Linked DNA regions of Ovis aries: region 1 is linked to region 2. The links are chromatin contacts, called in public Hi-C maps. All regions are on one chromosome and are shown on one strand. Each heading gives the region's core, a stretch centred on a gene start, on an enhancer-like site or on the middle of the called end of the contact. The rest is flanking DNA. Distances are from core to core; before and after follow the strand shown.

Region 1 (6,736 bases), core at 868-3,367, 360 kb after region 2:
CGAACCTGGACTGGTGATCCATTTCACATATGATAATATACATGTTTCAATGCCATTCTCCCAAATCATCCCACCCTCACCCTCTCCCGCAGAGTCTAAAAGACTGTTCTATACATCTGTGTCTCTTTTGCTGTCTCGCACACAGGGTTATTATTACCACCTTTCTAAATTCCATATATATGCATTAGTACACTGTATTGGTGTTTTTCTTTCTGGCTTACTTCACTCTGTATAATAGGCTCCAGTTTCATCCACCTCATTAGAACTGATTCAAATGTATTCTTCTTAATGGCTGGGCAATACTCCATTGTGTATATGTACCACAGCTTTCTTATCCATTCATCTGCTGATGGACATCTAGGTTGCTTCCATTCCTGGCTATTATAAATAGTGCTGCGATGAACATTGGGGTACACGTGTCTTTTTCAATTCTGGTTTCCTTGGTGTGTATGCCCAGCAGTGGGATTGCTGGGTCATATGGCAGTTCTATTTCCAGTTTTTTAAGGACTCTCCACACTGTTCTCCATAGTGGCTGTACTAGTTTGCATTCGTAAGACCAGAAACTATTAAACTCCTAGAGGAAAACATAGGCAAAACACTCTCTGACATAAACCACAACAGGATCCTCTATGACCCACCTCCCAGAATATCGGAAATAAAAGCAAAAATAAATAAATGAGACCTAATTAAAATTAAAAGCTTCTGCACAACAAAGGAAACTATAAGCAAGGTGAAAAGACAGCCTTCAGAATGGGAGAGAATAATAGCAAGCGAAGCAACGGACAAAGAATTAATCTCAAAAATATACAAGCAACTCCTGAAGCTCAATTCCAGAAAAATAAAAGACCCAGTCAAAAAGTGGGGCAAAGAACTAAACAGACATTTCTCCAAAGAAGACATACAGATGGCTAACAAATGCATGAAAACATGCTCAACATCACTCATTATCAGAAATGCAAATCAAAACCACAATGAGGTACCATTTCACACCAGTCAGAATGGCTGCTATCCAAAAGTCTACAAGTGATAAATGCTGGAGAGGCTGTGGAGAAAAGGGAACCCTGGTTTTCTTGAATTCACAAAAATACTTTTGACGTTCAGATTACCTCCCCTTTGTTGCAAATTTCTAGGTAACCTGGCTCCTCTCCCCCTCTGACCCCTCACTCCTCAGAGAACTCCTCAGAGCAGTTCTCTCAGGGATAGTTGAGTGAGATGCTGTCTTCCCAGGCTTGAAGTCCTAAAAATTCCCATCAGATAAAACCTGACTCCCAACTTTTAAGTCGTGAATATTTTTTTAAGTCAACAAAAGGAACAGCAGCTCAGCCTCACGTCCTCCGTGGAATAAGAAAAGATATGAGTAAAGGCCATAGGGTCCACCCTCCAGGAGGGCAGGGCCATGCTTGGTGCTGAGCAGAAGATTCGAGCCATCTCCTAGCCAGTCCTCTGCTCCACCCTCCTGGGAGTCACCAAGCCCACGTGGCCAACCCCACGGCGGGGCATCTGGAGCCCCAGCACTGGAGGGTCAAGGGCCCCCCAGGGCTGCATGTCTGCTCCAGCCTGCTCCCGCTCAGGCTGGTGGAAGGCCTCCTCCAGCCAGGCTGGTTCTCAGCAAGCAGGGCGCTCGGGCTGGTGGAAGGCCTCCTCCCACCGGGCTGGTTCTCAGCAAGCACGGCCTCCCCAGCATTGACTCATTCGCTGGCAGCCTCGTCAGGAATTTCTGGAAAAGGCAGAGGCTCAGGTGACTTTTGTTGTTTCAGCTGGGATCAGAGAAGCGTCCCTACTCCTAGCAGAGGACAGAGACCTGGAAGGAGAAAAGCGATAGGAATGGTCACGCCCGGGGGACTCACCAGCTGTGTCCTTCCCAAGAAGCCAGCTCCAGGAGGCTGCTGGCCTGGTGAGCGCGGGCTCCAGGCCCCATGGCTGGCTGCCCGCATGGACCCAGGAAAGCTGGCTGGCTTGTCAGCTCCAGAAAGTACCCCCGCCCCGCCAGGCCTCCTTGGACCTTCCTTGCCCTCAAGACCTGCCTCGTTCCTGAGAGCAGACGGCAGCTCAGGGGGCCTGCAGTGTGTGCCAGGCCACTGTCAGCCCTCATGCTTTCAAATTTTCATCTGTGAGCCCGGGTGCTTAACCGTCAGATGCTGGATTCAGACAAGCCTGGGTCTGCCGTCAGATGCTCTACCCCTGAGCTGTATTTCCAAGACAAGCCTAGGTCAAAATCCCCAACTTTGGGATTTCTGCTTTGGGACTTTGGCCAAGTGGCTTAACTCCTCACAGTCTTCTTTTCCTTACCTGTAAGAGGAACATGATCGTATTGACAGTCACGAAAGGCACTCAGCCAGTACTGCCAGAAAGACCAGGATGCTTTGCTAAGGTGAGCATCAGTCCTGGCTGGACATACACTCTGCCGATCCGCTGTTAAATGTTCCCACTGCCACTCCCTCTGTTTATGGCACCCAGGTTATCGTAAGGGCTGTAGTGATGTAGAGGCAGGAACAGGCATGTAACCGGAGACGGTTCCGGTACCAAGTACTGAAACGCCTGGTGCACCGCAGGCTCGCAACACATAAGGGTGGGAGGGAGGGAGGGTTGAAACAGAGCGGCTTTGATGGGAGCGGGGTGAGGACCAGTGTGAGCGCAGGACAGGGGGAGCTGAGAAGCGAGGCGGGTTCCACCTCACCTCTCTCCACTCTCCGCACCCACCCTGTTTCTGCAGCCCACTGAATTCTTCAGTTCCATGGGTTTTATGCCCGCTCTTCAATTCTGAATGTGCTGGTCCCTCTGCCTGGAACTCTTTTCTGCTCTTGGCCAATTTCTCTTTGTCCTTAAGACTCAAACCTCAGCGCCGCCCCCCACCAGGATACCCCACCCAGGGCCAAACCTGTTCCACAGCCCCCAAGATGACCCCACCCTTCACCAGGAGCCCAGGAGTGACATTGGGCAATGGTCACCCACTTGGCACAATATTGCAAAATACCCCGGACTCAGGTGCGGGGACGGAGGGAAAGGGGCAGAGCGGGAAGAACGGCCCAGCTCTGACGTCCGTCCAGCTGCTCTGCCCTGTTTCCAGGACACTGGGGGGCTGTTTCCAGCTCTCAGGGGTCTGCTGCCTCTCCCCCTACTGAAAATCACTCAGTCGTGTCCGACTCTTTGCAACCCTATGGGCTGTAGCCCACCAGGCTCCTCTGTCCATGGAATTCTCCAGGCCAGAATACTGGAGTGGGTAGCCTTTCCCTTCTCCAGGGGATCTTCCCAACCCAGGGATCAAACCCAGCTCTCCCGCACTGCAGGCGGATTCTTTACCATCTGAGCCACCAGAAGGTGACCAGCCCACTTGTGAAAGTGGGCCCAACCTTATTCAAGAGGCCTCCCAGTGCCCCGGCTCCAAGCCTCCAGGCCCCTTGGCCACACTCTGGCAGAGCCCAACTCCCTGTCCTCATTGCCCAAGATGGCAGCCTCATCTCACCTGAGACATAGCCAGTTCTTCCCCTTTTCTCTGATAACCCATGGTTTAGGATAGAACCTTCTTCAACTTTGTCAAAAGTGACAATTAATTAAAAATTAAAAATAAATAAAATTTAAAAGTGACTGTTAAAAGCCCAATAGCAACTACATTTTCAGCTTGTCCTTCTATGCTGTTTTCTGTACCTACAACCTCTAGTACTCAGTTTGCGGGAAGTGCAATTATGGAAAGCTCCCTCTGAAAAGGAAAATTTGTTTTTCTTTCATCATGAACAAGGAACAAACAACCATGCCTTCAGCTGCCCGTGGCGTGTGTGGGTGCAAGCGATGTTACCCTGGACCCCCGGGCTTCTCTAGGTGATTGATTCCAGAAAGCTAAGCAGCTTCCTTCCTCTCTGCTTTTAAACCCTTACTGCATAACTCAAGACCCTCCTCCTCCTCCTCATTAACTTTAATGAAACTTTATGAAACTTAAATGAAAGTTAATGATGGAGATGACTTTATTTGCCAAACTTTCTAACACAGGATTTGAGAACTGCTGTTTTCCCTCTTGAGTTCTCGACTGTGATTAGGGTCACTGGCCTCTTCGGAGGATGTCCTTGGAGGAAGATCCCAGAAAGGAGAATGAGAAGTAGCCAGCAAGGGAGCCACTGACCATGAGGTTCCAGAAGCCACGTGCAGAGTTTCCCATAGGAAAGAATGAACACCAGTGTCAAATGATAATGAAAAGTCAGGGAGCAGCGGGGCTGAGGACTGACACTGAGCTTGACAAGGGGGAGGAACTGGTGGCATCAAGACAGGAGATTCGCTGGATGGGACTGGGTTTCAGGGAGACCAAGAAGCAAGGAAATGCAGACCATGAGTATGAAAGTGTTGGTTGCCCAGTCGTGTCTGACTCTTTGCAACTCCATCCACTGTAGCCCACCAGGCTCCTCTGTCCATGGGATTCCCCAGGCAAGAATACTGGAGTGGGTAGCCATTTCCTTCTCCAGGGGATCTTCCCAACCCAGGGATCGACCCCAGGTCTGCTGCATTGTAGGCAGATTCTTTACCATCTGAGCCACCAGGGAAGCCAGCAATGAGTATATTAAGCTCTATAAAGGAACTTGGCTATAAAGGGAAGTAAGAGGCAGGACAGGCTTCCCAGGTGGCTCAGTGGTAAAGAACCCACCTGCCAATGCAGGAGACATGGGTTCACCCTCTGAGTCAGGAAGATCCCCTGGAAAACGAAACGGTAACCCACTCCAGTATTCTTGCCTGAGAAACCCCATGGACAGGGGAGCCTGGCACGCTATAGTCCGTGGGGTCACAAAAGAGTAGGACACAACTCAGCAACTAAACAACAGCGGCAACAAAAAAAATGGGGTGGCAACGCCATCGGGTCAAGAAGAGGTTTCTAAGGATGGCAACTTGACGACGTATTTGCATGCTGATGGCAGTGGTCCACTAGAAAGGGAGCAGTCGAGGATGCCAGAGGAGGAACAGGAAGAGAATTACAAAGCAAACTCCTGGAGTAGGTATACCTGGCAGGGTCCAGTCCACACCCGGAGGTGGCTTTCGCTAAGAGCAGGGATCATTCATCCCTGTAACAGGAGGAAAGGCGAAGTGTACGGACCGGAGGCAGAGGTTTTATAGGCCTAATGGTCAGAGAATTCACTTTTCTCCTGGCTGTTTTTATTTTCCTGAACTTCTCTTTCCATTTCTGAGAGGGGCCTGGGAGAAAAAAAAGAATGCTCAGTAGTCCCTATTTCCCAGAGTTGTTGTAAACAATAAATGAAGAAATAAATGCAGGCAAGCATATACATAGCACAGAGCCAAGGTCACGGTGAGAACAATCAATTCGGAGAGGTTGCCATTGTATTCTTTGAACATTTTCGACTCTTTTTGATCAGATTTCCCTAGCTTTTGTGTTTTCCACCACTTCCAGAGTCACAGCTGAACAATTATGTCCACAGCCTAAGTTCACTTCCCCACCTCCGCTACCACCTACTTCGCAGGTTCCCCCCCCCCCCCCCCCCCCCCCCTACCCCCCCCCCCCCACCCCCACCCCCATTCCCCCACCCTCACCCCCCCACCCCCACTCCGCACAGGGAAAGCCCAGGAGGCCGCTGCTGCTGCCTTCAACTCCAGAGTCAGGAAAGGCTGTCTGAGCTGCACAGACCAGGCAGCGGGCAGGAACAGCACCCCGGGTTTACCTGCGTTACTTCCTGCTTTGCTACACTTTACTTGGTGACTGACGGGGGAAGCCACTGTCCTTCTCTGGCCTCAGTTTCCTCATCTGTACCATTGTTGGCTGTCATGCTCTCCATCCAGCACTGAATTTCTGCAGGTAAGCTGTTGTTCAGCCTGCAGGTTTAACCACAGAGATACTTGACATCCAAGGAGGACAAGCTCCATCAAGAAGGCAGGGTCCTTGAGAGGTCCTCTGATGAAATATCTCTGGCGCCACCTGGTGTTCTATGTTTGGTACATCTCTTTCGGGAGGCAGAGTTCAGTTCAGTTCAGTTCGGTTCCCTCGCTCAGTCGTGTCTGACTCTTTGCGACCCCATGAACTGCAGCACGCCAGGCTTCCCTGTCCACCACCAACTCCTGCAGTCTACTCAAACTCATGTTCATTGAGTCAGTGATGCCATCCAACTGTCCCATCCTCTGTTGTCCCCTTCTCCTGCCTTCAATCTTTCCCAGCATCAGGGTCTTTTCCAATGAGTCAGTTCTTCACATCAGGTGCCCGAAGTATTGGAGTTTCAGCTTCAGCATCAGTCCTTCTAATGAGTATTCAGGACTGATTTCCTTTAGGATGAACTGATTGGATCTCCTTGCAGTCCAAGGGACTCTCAAGAATCTTCTCCAACACCACAGTTCCAAAGCATCAATTCTTCAGCGCTCAGCTGTCTTTATAGTCCAACTCTCACATCCATACGTGACTACTGGAAAAACCATAGTTTTGACTAGATGGACTTTTGTTGGCAAAGTAATGTCTCTGCTTTTGAATATGCTATCTAGGTTGGTCATAGCTTTTTTCCCAAGGAGCAAGTGTCTTTTAGTTACATGGCTGCAATCACCATCTGCAGTGATTTTGGAGCCCAAAAATGTAGTCTCTCACTGTTTCCACTGTTTCCCATCTATTTCCCATGAAGTGATGCGACCAGATGCCATGATCTTAGTTTTCTGAATGTTGAGCTTTAGGCCAACTTTTTCACTCTCCTCTTTCACTTTCATCAAGAGGCTCTTTAGTTCATCTTCACTTTCTGCCATAAGGGTGGTGTCATCTGCATAT
Region 2 (6,621 bases), core at 3,439-5,938:
TCTTTTCCAATTGAGTTTCAGCTTCAGCATCAGTCCTTCCAATGAATATTCAGGACTGATTTCCTTTAGGATTGACTGGTTGGATCTCCTTGCAGTCCAAAGGACTCTCAAGAGTCTTCTCCAACACTACAGTTCAAAAGCATCAATTCTTTGGTGCTCAGTTTCCTTCATGATCCAAATTATATATGCAGAGTACATCATGAGAAATGCTGGGCTGGAGGAAGCACAAGCTGGGATCAACATTGCCGGGAGAAATATCAATCACCTCGGATATGCAGATGACACCACCCTTATAGGAGAAAGTGAAGAAGAACTGAAGAGCCTCTTGATGAAAGTGAAAGACGAGAGTGAAAAAGTTGGCTTAAAGCTCAACATTCAGAAAACTAAGATCATGGCATCAGGTCCCATCACTTCTTGGGAAGTAGATGGGGAAATAGTAGAAACAATGGCTGACTTTATTTTTCTGGGCTCCACAATCGCTGGAGATGGTGATTACAACCATGAAATTAAAAGACGCTTACTTAAGAAAGTTATGACCAACCCAGACAGCATATTAAAAAGCAGAGACATTACTTTGCCAACAAAGGTCCATCTAGTCAAGGCTCTGATTTTTCCAGTGGTCATGTATGGATGTGAGAGTTGGACTATAAAGAAAGCTGAGCGCCAAAGAATTGATGCTTTTGAACTGTGGTGTTGGAAAAGACTCTTGAGAGTCCCTTGGACTGCAAGGAGATCCATCCAGTCCATCTTAAAGGAGATTAGTCCTGGGTGTTCATTGGAAGGACTGATGTTGAAGCTGAAACTCCAGTACTTTGGCCACCTGATGGGAAGAGCTGACTCATTTGAAAAGACCCTGATGTTGGTAAATATTGAAGGCACGAGAGAAGGGGACGACAGAGGATGAGACAGTTGGATGGCATCACCGACTCAGTGGACATAGGTTTGGGTGGACTCCGGGAGTTGGTGATGGACAGGCAGGCCTGGCGTGCGGCAATTTATGGGGTCGCAAAGCGTCGGACACGACTGAGTGAACTGAACTCAACTGAACTGAGAAATAGTCATAAGTCGAATAAACCACTAGGGGGCGACCCAAGAATGAGCAAACGTTAGGTCTGTTGGCCAGGGAAGGTTCTCTTACAGAGAAATTTTTCCTTTTTTTTTAGTAAATTTTTCAAAGCTTGAAGAAATACAAGATGGTTTAGTATGAATCTTCAAACCAAGGTGGTATTTCAAACTGTCATTTATTTGGGGAGATTTTTGTTTGACTTGGAGAGGAGAGGTCTTCCTAAATGTTCAGAAACATCTATTAACTATGAGTTATTACAAACAATACAATCAGAATTACAGTATATCTTTCTTCTTTTAAACTTTTTATTTTGTATTGGGGTATAGCCGATTAACAATGCTGTGATGGTTTCAGGTGAACAGTGCAGGGACTCAGCCATGCACATACATGCATCCATTCTCCCGCTGCGTCCCTGCCCATCCAGGCTGCCACTTAACACTGAGCAGAGTTTGAGGTGCTATACAGCAGATCCTTGTTGGTGGAATCACAGTGCATCTTAACTTGAATCCCTTCTCCAAGGCATTTCAGAAACTTCTGAATGTTGGCCATTTTAAATAGATTTTAATGAATGATACACACATAACTTGACAAGCATGTAAAAGATATCTGAAGTACTTCATCAGCATATAAATGAATAGACTCATGCATGATTTGTATCACACTTGTCTCGATGTTACAGGTTCTTAAGTATGTAACACAACTTTACAGATACGTGCACTTATTTTTTTTTTCAAGTGCTTCTTCTTTCCAGATAACTTGGTAAGGGCTAACCGGTTGCTCACAGGGATTAAATCGATGCTTCATCAAGATCAAGCATCTTTTGCTCTGTCATCAAGCCCCCAGCCCCACCCCAACCAGGAGCCACTGAGCTGTGACAGTCCCAGCAGTTCCCCAGCACCTGGCTGTAAGCATTAGTAAAACAGGAGCGTGGGCTCTGGAGGCAGACTGCTAGAATATGAATCCCAGCTTTAAGTGTGTGTTTTTGTCAAGTTAACTTCGATGAGCCTTGATTCTTCCATGTCTGACGTGGAGATAAAATCAAAGCCTCCTTTCATAAGTTTGTAGTGACAAGTAAATGAATTAATCTACGGGGAGCACTTAGAAAAATGTGTGCAAATGGCAGGTATTCAATAAATTTATGCATGAATGGCCTGATCCTTGCCTCAATCCAAAGTAAATTCTTCATAAGGACAAATTCATGAGGAAATTGTAAGATCCTGGTCCGGGTTTTCACTGGCTATAGAAAGTTAACAAGCCAATGGTAAACAGAGTTGAATGGTGAATACCTTTATAATTGAAACTCTGATTAATGTTTGGGTGTACCAGATAAGCCTCTTTGTCTCATCTCTACAATATGGTGATAATTAGTGGGCCAGAGACACAGAGCACTCTAATAAAAGTAAAGGGTTTGGCTCAAAAATGCTGGCCAGCCACTTAGAAAAGTTTCATCTGTGATCACAGAATTTCTTATTTTGTTTTTCAGCTTTTCCATTGTAACCATCTAAAGAGCTTAACCAGAGAAGGCAATGGCACCCCACTCCAGTGCTCTTGCCTGGAGAATCCCATGGGAGGAGCCTGGTGGGCTGCAGTCCACGGGGTCGAGAAGAGTCGGACACGACTGAGCAACTTCACTTTCACTTTTCACTTTCATGCATTGGAGAAGGAAATGGCAACCCACTCCAGTGTTCTTGCCTGGAGAATCCCAGGGACAGGGGAGCCTAGTGGGCTGCCGTCTATGGGGTCGCACAGAGTCGGACACGACTGAAGCCACTTGGCAGCAGCAGCAAAGAGCTTAACATTTGCCGAACTACCAACTTGACTCTCTAGCCAGACTGATAAAATTTCAAAAGAAAAGATTTTAAAAACGGCGTAGAAAACAAACACTATGCCAAGGGGCTATGGAGCTCCAGAGTCAAGAAAAACTTGATTCAACACACTATAGATTAAATAAATATCCAGGGAAACTGAAGCTCAAGTCAAAAATTTGATTAAAAAATCAAATCAGAAGACCCTCTCTTACTCTATAGAACTATCTTTTCAACAAAAATGAGCCATCTGAAAAATTACAGGTGAAAAGAAATCTGATCACAGTGTTAATGCCTGGATGTATGGGACTCGAGTGTAATCATTATAATGTTTTATCCTTTCACACAGTAGGTGAAAGCATAAATAATTGCATTTTCAAGTCAAATTGTTTTTTACGAGTGAACCTCCATAACATTTCACAATTTTGAGTCCTTAGATGAATGCAGATGAAGAGAACCTGGGACATTAACCACGGTGAAGAACTTAATGAGGCATACAGGAGCAGATGGAAAGCGAGCAGGGAGAATCGAATGAATGCTTCCTGACACATTTTCCCTATGAGGACAGAAAAAAAAAAAATGATGGCATTTCTAGGGAATCTTCCAAATCCGATCTAGCAAACATCCTGGAGTTGTTAAATATGTCACTTCAAGGACAATGTCCTTACGTCTAAGCAAGGCTTACCCACGAAGGATATTAGTCATGCTTGAGTTTATACTAGTTTACCAAACATGGCATTTTCCATCAGGGAACTGGATGTAGAGCAGTAGTTTAAAAAAAAATCCCAAGGGCTCCCCTGGGGGCTCAGTGGTAAAGAATCCACCCACCAGTGCAGGAGGCAGGGGTTAGATCCCTGATCTGGGAGGATCCCAAACGCCACGGAGCGACTAAGCCCGTGCGTGTGTGCTTGGTCGCTCAGCCGTGTCCGACCCTTTGCAACCACGGGGACCGTAGCCCGCCAGGCCTATCTGTCCATGGGCTGTCCCAGGCAAGAATGCTGGAGTGGGATGCCATTTCCTCCTCCAGGGGATCTTGCCAACCCCGGAATCGAACCCACATCTGTGGCTCCTGCACTGGCAGGTGGATTTCTCACCACTGAGCCACCTGGGAATCCCAACGAAGCCCGGGGGCCACCCCTCCTGAGCCTCTGCTCGAGAGCCTGGGAGCCACAGCTCCTGAGCCCGCGTGCCCTAGAGCCTATGCTCGGAACACGGGAGCCCATCGCGATGAGAAGCCAGCGCACCGCAGCTAGAGAGTGGCCCCCTCTCCAGAACTAGAGAAAAGCTGGTGCAGCAACGGAGGCCCAACACAGCCACAAATAAGTAAATAAAATTACTTTTAAAAATCCCAGAAAAGAAAGGCACTAACCAGGCAGGACAGTCTAACTCAACAATTTATTAAAACGTGAGCAGAATATTCAATTAGTTTAATTTACCAAGTGGCAATTCTGTTTCATGGACACCAAGACCTTCTTGTAGACAGGGTAATGACTGAGCCTCTCCTCTCTGGGGGGTGGAACAAGGGTCAGGACCATAGTGACCCCAAAAGGGGAAGACACAGGGACACCTCGAGACCAGGGCTGTGTCTTGTCTGTCTCTGCAGCTCCGAGGTCAGCACAGTTTCTGGCACCAAGAAGGGCTTCTTGCTGAATGAATAATTGAATGGCTGAATAACTGAAGAGATAGGAGAAGGGTGACCTGGGCCGCGGAGGAGGGCTTGCGCAGTGGGAGAGGCTTGGAAACACAGACACATTCCGTGCAACTTGCTGGAGGCCAGGCTGTGTGACTGGGGAGCAGAGGAGGACAGACTTGGCCAGTGTAGGGTGGATGGTACACCCAAGGCTGAGAAAACTAAACTTCATCCCCTAGTGGCCTGAGTCTAGTCAACAGGACACACAGTGGAGTGGCCTAACCAGACCTTTGCTTTAGAACATGCCTTGGGCAGCTGTCAGGGAGCTGTCAGTGAAGTTATGGTTTGGAGTCTGCCATGATGGTGCTTCCAAGGTGGCTCGATGGTGAGAGAACCCACCTGCCAAAGCAGAAGATGCGGGAGATGCAGGTTTGATCCCTGGGTCAGAAAGATCCTGTGGAGGAGGGCATGGCACCCACTCCAGTACTCTTGCCTGGAGAATCCCACGGGCAGAGGAGCCTGGCAGGCTATGGCCCACAGGGTCGCAAAGAGTTGGACACAAGTGAGCGTGTGCATGCATACACACACACACACACACACACACACACACACACACGTGGTGGTTTAAAGAAGAGAGGGTAGGGACCAGAATCAGAGCAGAGGCAGAGGAGCTGGAGAGAAGGTGATGGCTGGCCTGACTACACGAGAGACGTGGGAGAGGACGAAGTCTCTGGGCCACAGCCCAAGTCATAACTGACACCCATGCGTTTTCTTGTGTTAGAGCCTGGGCCAGACAACGGAAGACCCAGCGAACCATAGGAGTCAGCCCTGCTCTCACAAGGCTCATCAGGCAGTAGGAGACAGATGCATGATTAACAACAGCAATGTGATACATCCTAGAACAGGATAGAATATGTTTAAGATACCATGAGAGTCCTATTTTATTTGGCATGGCCAAATAAAATAAAAAAGTGACTAATATCATTAGTTCAGTCATTCACTTGGAAAACATTATTTACTGAGAAACTGTGTGCCAGCCAGTGATCTAAGTGTGGGGATATAACAGACAAAATTCCCAGCCTTCATGAAGTTATATTCCAGTGGACAAACAAGAGAAATAAACAACATGGAGTATGAGAAATACTGGTTGGTGCTAAGCAGAGACAATAAGGCAGGGAAGGGAGGTACGACCTGTTCAAGGCAGGGGCTGGGTTGATCTTTTCGAGCAGAGGACCCCACCTCTGGGATCCAATGCCTGATGGCCTAAGATGAAGCTGATGGAACGATAGGAATAAAGGGCACAATAAATGCAATGTGCCTGAGTCATCTGGAAACCACCCTCCCCCCACCCCTGCCCCCAGCCCGTGGAAAATCTGTCTCACACGAAACCAGTCTTGGTGCCAAAAAGGTTGGGGACAGTGGTATCAGATGGTCAGGGAAGGGCTTTCCGGGAAGATGGCTCAGAGTATGGCAGGGCTGAGCCGCACTTCCCACGGCTGCTGACCCGGTTCCATCCCAGCGCTCTGTTTATTTCATTTTCTGAGACTCTCCTCATTCTCTTGGACTTGCTTCACTGCAGTGATTTGACAGTTCCCGAAACTGTCCTCACTCTTTACAGAGGAGAGTGCCTTAGTCCTTTTAAAGTCTGAAGATGAGGGACAGTTTAAATCAAGACTAAGGAAACATTTGGTATTTTTACACACTTGATGCACACCCCCCCACACACACACACACCCACACACACACCAACCACGCTGAAAAGTCACCCTGCACTTTCTGTCCTCAGAGAACATCAGGCTGAGTAGCAGGGGATGGCTGTGGGCCTCCCTGAGCCCCTGTTTTTATAGCCCTTAGTCCCCTCCTGGGGAGCGCATGGCCCTGGATCCTTGCACGTCCTGAGGACACAGCTATTCTGAGACTCCACTGAGGATTCAGTTAATCCACAGTCATCACAGGCCCTGAGGGAGCAGAGAGAGGCACAGGCGAGGTCCTGCCTACAGGACCAGGTGACTCCTCCCTGCCTGTGGCCCCTTGCCTTGCTCACCGCAGCCAGGGGGATGTCTCTAAACAAAACCTCTTTTTTTTTTTTTCTGTAAATTTTTTTATTTTAATTGGAGGCT

Evidence for each region. A called contact is a pair of places that touch in the nucleus more often than the background predicts.
Region 1: a Hi-C map of omental adipose tissue shows a contact between it and region 2, with 4 times the contacts expected there. The contact joins two enhancer-like sites. A contact is called at or near these places in 8 of 16 Hi-C or Micro-C datasets (hypothalamus, liver, mesenteric adipose tissue and 5 more).

What each region holds. Positions count from the first base shown.
Region 1 is chr21:8,623,319-8,630,054 of ARS-UI_Ramb_v3.0, forward strand. The region is part of intron 8 of ME3 (malic enzyme 3); the gene reads left to right. Among named protein-coding and RNA genes, the nearest start is that of CCDC81, 76 kb to the right of the region's middle. Within about 2 kb of position 2,118, at least 10 of the 54 cell types and tissues checked have an H3K27ac peak or open chromatin away from gene starts, as enhancers often do.
Region 2 is chr21:8,257,818-8,264,438 of ARS-UI_Ramb_v3.0, forward strand. No RefSeq gene overlaps it. Among named protein-coding and RNA genes, the nearest start is that of TRNAS-GGA, 19 kb to the left of the region's middle. Within about 2 kb of position 4,689, at least 2 of the 54 cell types and tissues checked have an H3K27ac peak or open chromatin away from gene starts, as enhancers often do.